Regions from separate parts of the Mus musculus genome. Here all the other regions are linked to region 2. Evidence: chromatin contacts called from public HiChIP or PLAC-seq data. All regions are on one chromosome and are shown on one strand. Each heading gives the region's core, a stretch centred on a gene start, on an enhancer-like site or on the middle of the called end of the contact. The rest is flanking DNA. Distances are from core to core; before and after follow the strand shown. Region 1 has its middle 30 kb from the start of Gm39850. Region 2 holds the start of Sp9 (trans-acting transcription factor 9). Region 3 overlaps Wipf1 (WAS/WASL interacting protein family, member 1).

Region 1 (2,700 bases), core at 139-2,638, 230 kb after region 2:
GTCTGATGAAATTATAGTCATCACAGAAATTATAATTGAAACAGTGAGATCTTTTCCTAGAGATGTCAGCACATACTATTATCATAGAGTGTGTGTGTGTGGTTGTGTGTGTGTGTGGGGGGGGGTATAGCGTAGGATATGAGTATGGTATATATACTGAGCTCATAGAGGCCAGATAAGACATCCCTACCCTGGTCCTAACCCTGAGAAGTTAATGTGATAGTGTGTGCAGGAGGCCTGAAGTTCCAGGCACCCTAATAGGAGATCAGTCCAAGCTGCTGGAAGGACAATGAGTAAGGACAGGCATGGTTCAGGGTCAAAGTGCACATAGCCTAGGCTCTGGAGGTTCTGTAGTAAACCATCCAAGATCCTGTTACCCTGTTTTACCCCATTTAACCGAGGGTTTCCTAATCATTTCCTTTCTCATTATTTTGACACCCAGTATTTGATGTTTGATTTTGTAACATCCCTCTCCCCAGATATATTTTAGTAAAATTGCAGCAAGCTAGGTTTTGTTTTTTTTTTTTTTTTTTTTTTTTTTTGACAGTGAACTAACAGCATCGTGGTTTAAGACAATTTTGCAAGAATGTTTGGACAGTCCAGTGGACTCCTGGTTTCTCCCTGTGTCAAAATCAGCTTGGGAAAACCACTGTCGAAGCGATGCAGTCCTGCTGTTTTTCTCTTCTGTTTTCTCTTTTCTTTTCTTCTTTCTTTCTTTCTTTTTTGCACAGATCTCTGATGATGAGGTGATGGCTTATATTTGTAATTTGTATGCTATTAACTGTTTGTTACAGAATGCATTATCTCAGTTTCCCCCATAGCAACTCTAAGTACAGGGAACTTACTCTGTTATGGGACTTCCAGCGCGCGCGCGCGCGCGCGCGCGCGTGTGTGTGTGTGTGTGTGTGTGTGTGTGTGTGTGAGAGAGAGAGAGAGAGAGAGAGAGGCAGACAGACAGACAGACAGACAGAGACAGAGAGAGGTGATGTGTTTCTTTGATCACATTATCTAGGTTTCCCATTGTAGTTAAGTTAGAATGTTGCCTGTAAATTCCTATCGGGACTTTGTTCTCCATTCCTCAAACTAGTAATCATTCCTGTCACTGTCTGAGGACAATGAAGCCTTGAGGACCCCAGGAAAAAATGTTAACCAGGGTTCTCAGTCATCGACAGCTCGCAGCACACGGCAGGGCCATCATGGGGCCACACAGAAGCACCAAGAAATCCTTCACATTGTGCAATGGGGTCTGACTTCTCCCCATTGGTCCAGGTCTTCATGCTCTTTCCACGTCCGCCCAACTGCGTCACGTTTTTTCAGGGAGTGTGTGTGTGGGGGGAGGGGGGGGCTGCATACTACCGCAGATATTCCCGTTGGCTGGGAGGCGCCCCTCCTGTGCTTGGCTCATCTTGCCTTGGAGCCTCCTCCAGAGCGTGGGGGTGGGCCTGGGCTCAACAAGTCAGTCCCAGGAAGGCGCAGCCCTGACCCTGCGGCCCTCCCTGCTGGGAGCTCCGGGGTGGGGCGAGACCCAGGGAGGACAGCGCCTAGGACAGGTCAGCTCAAGCCAGCCCTGTGGTGCACACAGCTGGGGGCGACGGGACCCTACTGGGCTGTGGGCTGAGTGAGGTCAGGCCCCGCCTTAGAAAACACAGATCAAGAGTATTCCTGGGGTTTTGTTATGAAAGGTCTGGGTGGGTGGGTGGTGGGTCAGATTCTTTCATCAACCCTTCCAAAAAGTCCCTTCTTCTGAAAGTGGGTCTTGCTTCATAACTAGAGGAAGGGGACTGTGGAAATACGTCCTTAGTGGTGCTCGCTGGAGTGAACACCCATGAAGGATGAGGGTCTTAGGCTCCGGCATCGCTCTCTCCTAAGTTCCATGTTGGGGGTGTGAAGTTTGAAGTACCTGCAGAGGCACTGACTGTTCTGCTGAGGTCCACAAGGCCTGTGATTCACAGCAAAGCTCAGTCTTGCATCGTGACTGAAGTGCTGAGGTTGTCAGACTGCTCCAGAGAGCGCCGGCTGTTCCTGCCCTGCCCTTGGAGATACTGAGATTCGTTGTTAGAGAAACACACTCTCCTCTTACCCCTCACTCACTGCTTCTGAGTCCAGATTGCAGACTCGGAAGTTTGTTTCTAGTGACAAAGGATTGGATGCTTCCTCATTGCCTCGGGACATCACACAGAAGTCACAGTTAACAGCCCACCTCTGGAGAAAGACTTTAGGAGTCAAATCGGAGCTCTGGTTCACACTAATTCTCAGCCCTTCCTGGAAGTTACTCATTCCCCTGTTATCAAGTGAGGAGAGTAAAAATAGTGCCTACCTCACAAGCTTTACTGGAAGGTTAACCGGAATGATTCAAGTAGAGTTTATTTAGAGTTTTAGACTGTTTTGCAATGCGATAACTGCATTACCGGGTAGTTTATAAGAGAAGAGGGGCTGGTCTGCCCAAGGTTCTGAAAGATGTGAAGCCACAGGCATGTTGCAAGAGACTGAGAGCTGTGTCACTCCATAGCAGAAGGCATAAGGACAAAACAAGAGAATAGAGGAACACCAGGGTCTGGCTCAGTTTTATATCACAACGCTTCTTATGGTAACCCCTTTTCCGAGATAAGGACATTCATCCATTCGTAAAGGCACAACCTCCACACCTAATCCCTTATTTGGCCCTGGCTCCTAAGACAAAATGGTCATGAAAAGCTCACA
Region 2 (2,700 bases), core at 31-2,530:
CGTCAGGGGGCTCGTGTTGCCGATCTTGTTGCAGGTCGCCGCCAGCATGGCCAACGGGGTCGTTCCGAAGCGTGGCTCTTCCTAGAGTGGGTGGGGTGAAGGAGGGAGCGAGGAGGAGGAGGAGGAGGGCAGGGAGAAGTGGGGGAAGACACAAAGTGCACCGGTGAGCAGCCTCGTTCCCCCCGCGCAGATCCCGGAGGGCCCTGGCACCCCGGCTCGCGCCTCCTCCCCGCACGCTGGCGGGGGACGCGCCGCGCCCCGCGCAGGACAGAGGCGACCACGAGCGAGTAGGAAAGTTGTTCCTCAGTGAGACTATAGATCAGAAATGCCTCGGTTTTCGCCACTTCGTTCGCTGCCACCCTTGTCTAGAATCAGACTTGGGTTGACGCCATAAGCCCGCTCATCTCCCAGAAGCTCCCAAGTCGCCCTTCCGGGTGTAGCACGAAGGTAAACACACACAAGAAATAACGGGTGAGGGCGGGGGGTGGTGGCCAAAACAGCCACCCAGTGCTGGAAGAAACTCTTAGAACATTCCTCGAATGAGTGGCTACGACTTGGCTATTTTCTTTTATAGTTCAGAAACGTAGTTTTGATATTTACACAACGCACACGATTACAAAAAGAATCCAAGTATAAGCGGCTTTCAAAGTCAAGGGCAAACTGGGGAGCCACGCTAATGTAAGTGTTTATTAATGTAACTTCGTGGCCTGCAAAACAAGACTTTCCAGAAAACACTGTAATGTAATGCAACAACCCCCAAACCAAGTGGCGGGGGGTGGGGTTGGGAGTGGGGGAGTGATGTTAAAATCAAGAAGGGAAGAAAAGAAACATTCGGCTTTGCCTCAAAAACCAGTTAAAAGGGAACTTGCTTAAGACATTCTTTTCTTGCAAAGGCAAAAGGTCCCAGGTTCCAATAACTTGAAAAGATCGGTTCCAGAAATGTAGAAAATGCTAAAAGGAAACCAGAGCTGTGGTATAGCAACAGTTTCTTGAGAGATTCTGGCCCAGAGAAGCCATAAGAAAACAAAACAAAAACAAAAAACCACCACCAACAACACAAAAACAAAACAAACAAAAATGAGCAAAGCCTTTGCAGCGAGTCTTTTTCACTTACCCCAAGTATAGACGTGGCCATAGCAGGTTTTGGGCTGCGCGGCGAGGCCCGGAGCGGTGTTAAGCCTGGCGGCTGCTGGGAATCACGATTCAGGTCCCGCGCGGCTCCCGCGTCCCGCGCTCGCGCCGAGCGGACTCTGGGCTCCCGCCGGCAAAACTCAGCCTAAGTGCGAGGAGCACCCGCTTTGAAGTGCCGCTGGCTGCGCCTCTCGCCCAATGAGGGCGCAGGCAGAGCAGACGGGAGCTGCCCCGCAGCCAATCAGACGCTCCGAGGGGCCCGAGCCCGGGCTCCTGGCGCGTGCCAGTCAAGTCTGCGGGCGTGGGTGGGAGGGGGGCGGGCTAGGGACAGAAGAAATTACAGTGCAATTAAAAATTTACACACACTCACGTACCAAGCCAGGTTTAAGTACTGTTGAGACCAAGCCGCAGGCCCCCACCACTCCCACCACCCTGGCCACCTTGCTACGTAGGGCTGACAGTCTTCACTCTCCACTTGTGGGAAAGAAGCAGGAGAGGGACACCCCGGCCTAGGGCACAAGCAGAAATGGTCTGCGTTCACTTTGTGTGTACACGTTGTTGCTGCGAAGAACTTGAACTTGTAGCCATCACTCTTGCGATGGATTTATCCTTGTCGTGGTCGTTTTCCCAGATTCCTGCTCCCACCGTACTCTTTTTATACTCAGAGTCCTATTGAGCAGAGGGCGCAAAGGACAGCTGGGCCTCTCCAGGCAGGTCTACACCCACAGACTTGTTAGGAGAGCCCAGAGCCTGCTGCATCCCGCCATTTCCCTCCAGCGGTCTAAGTGACTTCCTAATTGTCGCTCTGGCCTCTGACCCAGGGGGTAATACAAGTGCCTATCACACCAGAAGCTCCTGGTGGTAATTGAGGGCACCCTTTGTATGGCTTCGCCAGCGCCTAGATACCAGGTTAACCCAGTTGTCAAATATGACTAAACAGTGGGACGTGCTGATTATCTGCCAGGTTTTTCTGGGGGCTGGCGTGGGGGTGGGAAGCATCAGCCCATACAACACTCTGCACGAAGCCGCTTATTTTCACATTGTAACAACTTTGGAAACGGAGACCGGCGCGAGCGGCGTCCGCCCCCCCACCGCCACCCCCGCCGAAGCTGCAGCTTGCACCGCTGTTTGTTTAACCCGGTGGAGATTTGCATGTCGGATTTCAGGTTGAAGTCGAGTTTTAGGGGATGTTTATAGAGTCATTTTTCTTGCTTCAGATTCAAACTATCTCCACTGCAGACTGCTAGGGCCTAGAAACTCCGTCTTCAGGGCCAAGGGACTCCAAAGGAAGGCTCATCTTCATCAGGCACCCTGCTGACACAGCCTTTGGAGGACCTCTCCGGAGCCTTCACCGAGAGAGTCTGCGAAAGCCAGGCCACACGTGGGCGCCTCCGCCTTCTGCAAGCTGGAAGCATCTTCAAAGCCTCTCTGGACCTTGGTGTAAAAAGAGGTGTCCTCACGCATCGCAAGGCGCCGCCGCTGGAGGGTTTCCTGTTTCTGGGCATTACTTTTGTCTTTTCCAGGGTAGCCAGAGGCAGCTTTTGAACTAGAAATACCAGCGCCCTCAGG
Region 3 (2,700 bases), core at 160-2,659, 160 kb before region 2:
ACTTTTTACACAGTGGTAACGACAGTAGACCATATCTGGTGGTAGGTTTTTACATAACATTGCTTAGTAAACACGCCCCTGTTTTATCACTTGGTTTTTATTCTGCGGGAGTCCATTAAGTCTTCATACAAGAACTTGCCAGCATTGCACATTTGGATCGTCTCCCCTTGCTTGCTAACGTGCATGCTGCCTGCAGCATCATCTTCTCCCTGCTGGAGAAGAAATGTGAACCAAGAGGTAGAATAGAAACATTGGAATTTCACAGCAAAATATGTACAGGACTAAGAAAAAGAATGGCATGGAATTTCACACCAAAGTATGCACGGAACTGAGAGAAAATTAACATGGAATATGGAAAACAGCTACTGATGGGCATTAGGCTCGAACGAGACTCAGACTCGCAGAGACCTAAGCCTCGGAATTAATGCCTCGAGTCAGACAGCACCCTAGCACAGTACCTCAGAGAAGCTCAGGGCCTGCTGAGTCCCTCTCAGCACACAGCTCTTGAGTAACCGTTGGTCAGTGGGTGCCCAGCCTTTGAGCAGCTGAATACCAGCTGAAGTCAAGGCTGCTTAGAAGCACAAACATCATGACCAAGAAGCAAATTGGGGAGGAAAGGGTTTATTCAGCTTATACTTCCACATTGCTGTTCATCACCAAAGGAAGTCAGGACTGGAACTCAATCAAGCAGGTCAGGAAGCAGGAGCTGATGCAGAGGCCATGGAAGGATGTTACTTACTGGCTTGCTTCCCCTGGCTTGCTCAGCTTGTTTTCTTATAGAACCCAAGACTACCAGCCCAGAGATGGTCCCACCCACAAGGGGCCCTCCCCACTTGATCACTAATTGAGAAAATGCCCCACAGCTGGATCTCATGGAGGCATTTCCCCAACTGAAACTCCTTTCTCTGTGGTAATTCCAGCCTGTGTCAAGTTGACACACAAAACCAGCCAGTACAAGCATCTAACCAAAATTATATTTTATCTGCTTTCTTCATCAAGGTGGATCCAACAGAAGAGAAAGGGGCGCCCCACCCCTTCCTCCCATCCCGAGGTGATCTCTGCCTGCTCCGTTCTACCCAAGCTCCAAAGCTGCTTCTGTTGTTGCTGTTTGAAAACTGCACACCCCTCCTCTCGATTTGCCACGCCCCCCCCAGAGAGAGTAGGAGGGAGGAACGGAAGCTGAGGAGGGGATCCCTGCGTGTGGGGGTGGGGATCGGGGAAAGAAGCGCCTAGCTGTTTATGTTGTATATATTCCTGAGCTATTGCTTGTATCAGCTGCAGCCTGCCAGGGTCAGACATCCACTGCTTTTTTGCAACAGACTGTAGTTGTTAAATCCCCTGAGAGCTGGTTTTCTCTATGCCTTTCTTGCTCACATGGCCTCTGGCCTGTTTCCACGAACCACACCGCCCAAGCGAGTTGCGAGCAAGCCCTGTGGTTACAGAACGTCCGATCTTCGGCTGTCTGAGGAAGGCTCCAGGACAGAGCTGTCTTAAAAGAAACATAATGTGAGCCCCATACCCTGTCTGAAAATGACTAGCAGCTATGTTTTATAAAGGTAGAAGGAAACAGATGAAAAGAATTGCATTTTACTCAGCACTGTGCATCTGAAATATCACTTCGACTTGTATTATTAATGAGCTATTTACATTTTTGGTACTAAGTCCTCACACTCGAGTAACCATTCTGTACTTGGAACAAGCACACTGCCAGATTTCAAGTGTCCACACCGGCCTCAGCACCACACTGTCAGACGGTCTGGAAGACAGGAGTTAGGACAGCTTGTGCCTAAAAAGGCAAATTGAGTTTTAGCAATTCAGGAGATGTCCCAAGACGGAGTCAGAACTTGATACAATGTTTGGCAGGCAGTGAGACCTTAGATTTTTGACCCTTATTCTGCCTTTGTCCTTAATATGTATGTCCAGGTGTTTCTTCAAAGTATCTTAGTGAGAAATGTATCTAGTAGAGTTTACAGTCCCGTTTACAGTGGATTGCAAACTCCACTGCAAGAAAACAAAACTGTGTGGGTACTCCCTGGCTTAGAACCAGCTGGCTTGTGCACTGCTGGTCACTGGCCTTGCGCATCTTCTGTGGCTCTTCAGTCCTCCACCCCAGAGAAAACTCCTTCCTCAGGTCAGGAAAGGCTAGTAGGGCAAGATAGGAGAAGAAAGTCAGAGAATGTATCAGAACTATGGGAGAAGAGGATAGCGTTGATGATGGGCAGAGCTCTACACAACCGACTGGGGTCAAGTAGATTAAGGAGCTTACCAGTGGAACCTAGAAAGCATTGGTGTTGAATTTCTTGGGAGAATCATTGTCTTGGATCTGTGCAAGTAAGTTCCACTAAAGGATGGATCACAAAAAGGGCCAGGCTTGCCTTTTTTATATATATGACTTTGTTTACAACATTTTACTGGGACTTTCAAACCTAGCTGTAGAGTTGGAAAAAGATTTCCATTTTGATGTTTTATATAATCATGTTTAATGTTACCATTGTCTATTAAAGCACATGGCCACATATGTGTACCTACCTGAACTTTGTATTTTGGGTCCAGCGTATTGCTCACATGTTGCTGTCACATGTTGCTGAAAGATGCTAATAAAAAAAAATCAATCCAAAGAAAAATGGAAAGACATTCCTATTTATAGAATGATTGTTTCGTTTATATAAAAGCATAACTTAGGAGTTCTAATAGATGAAA

Evidence for each region. HiChIP or PLAC-seq counts read pairs in DNA pulled down with a chosen protein or histone mark.
Region 1: an H3K4me3 HiChIP or PLAC-seq map of bone marrow-derived macrophages shows a contact between it and region 2, with 3 times the contacts expected there. The contact joins the enhancer-like site here to the promoter of Sp9 in region 2. A contact is called at or near these places in 8 of 39 promoter capture datasets (the 3T3-L1 cell line, cranial neural crest, frontonasal cranial neural crest and 4 more), 1 of 484 Hi-C or Micro-C datasets (the N1E-115 cell line) and 10 of 115 datasets of contacts at active chromatin or transcription factors (SST interneurons, bone marrow-derived macrophages, craniofacial prominence and 6 more).
Region 3: an H3K4me3 HiChIP or PLAC-seq map of bone marrow-derived macrophages shows a contact between it and region 2, with 2.3 times the contacts expected there. The contact joins the enhancer-like site here to the promoter of Sp9 in region 2. A contact is called at or near these places in 5 of 39 promoter capture datasets (fetal liver, frontonasal cranial neural crest, hematopoietic stem and progenitor cells and 2 more), 3 of 115 datasets of contacts at active chromatin or transcription factors (bone marrow-derived macrophages, fetal liver and stem cell-derived neural progenitor cells) and 3 of 9 other capture datasets (adipose tissue, liver and macrophages).

The regions. Positions count from the first base shown.
Region 1 is chr2:73,037,214-73,039,913 of GRCm38.p6, reverse strand. No RefSeq gene overlaps it. Among named protein-coding and RNA genes, the nearest start is that of Gm39850, 30 kb to the right of the region's middle. Within about 2 kb of position 1,388, at least 137 of the 459 cell types and tissues checked have an H3K27ac peak or open chromatin away from gene starts, as enhancers often do. A contact at or near this core is called in bone marrow-derived macrophages, embryonic stem cells and hematopoietic stem and progenitor cells, where this site is marked.
Region 2 is chr2:73,270,506-73,273,205 of GRCm38.p6, reverse strand. Sp9 (trans-acting transcription factor 9) reads right to left here and starts at 1,280. Exons shown (of 2, transcript NM_001005343.2): 1 at 1,115-1,280; 2 at 1-81. The coding sequence starts at 1,135.
Region 3 is chr2:73,430,765-73,433,464 of GRCm38.p6, reverse strand. It overlaps Wipf1 (WAS/WASL interacting protein family, member 1), which reads left to right. Exons shown (of 8, transcript NM_153138.4): 8 at 1,000-2,700. The coding sequence ends at 1,055. Gm13707 (a long non-coding RNA gene) reads right to left here. Exons shown (of 9, transcript XR_866430.3): 9 at 1,599-2,700. Among named protein-coding and RNA genes, the nearest start is that of Gm13707, 45 kb to the right of the region's middle. Within about 2 kb of position 1,409, at least 42 of the 459 cell types and tissues checked have an H3K27ac peak or open chromatin away from gene starts, as enhancers often do. A contact at or near this core is called in adipose tissue, where this site is marked.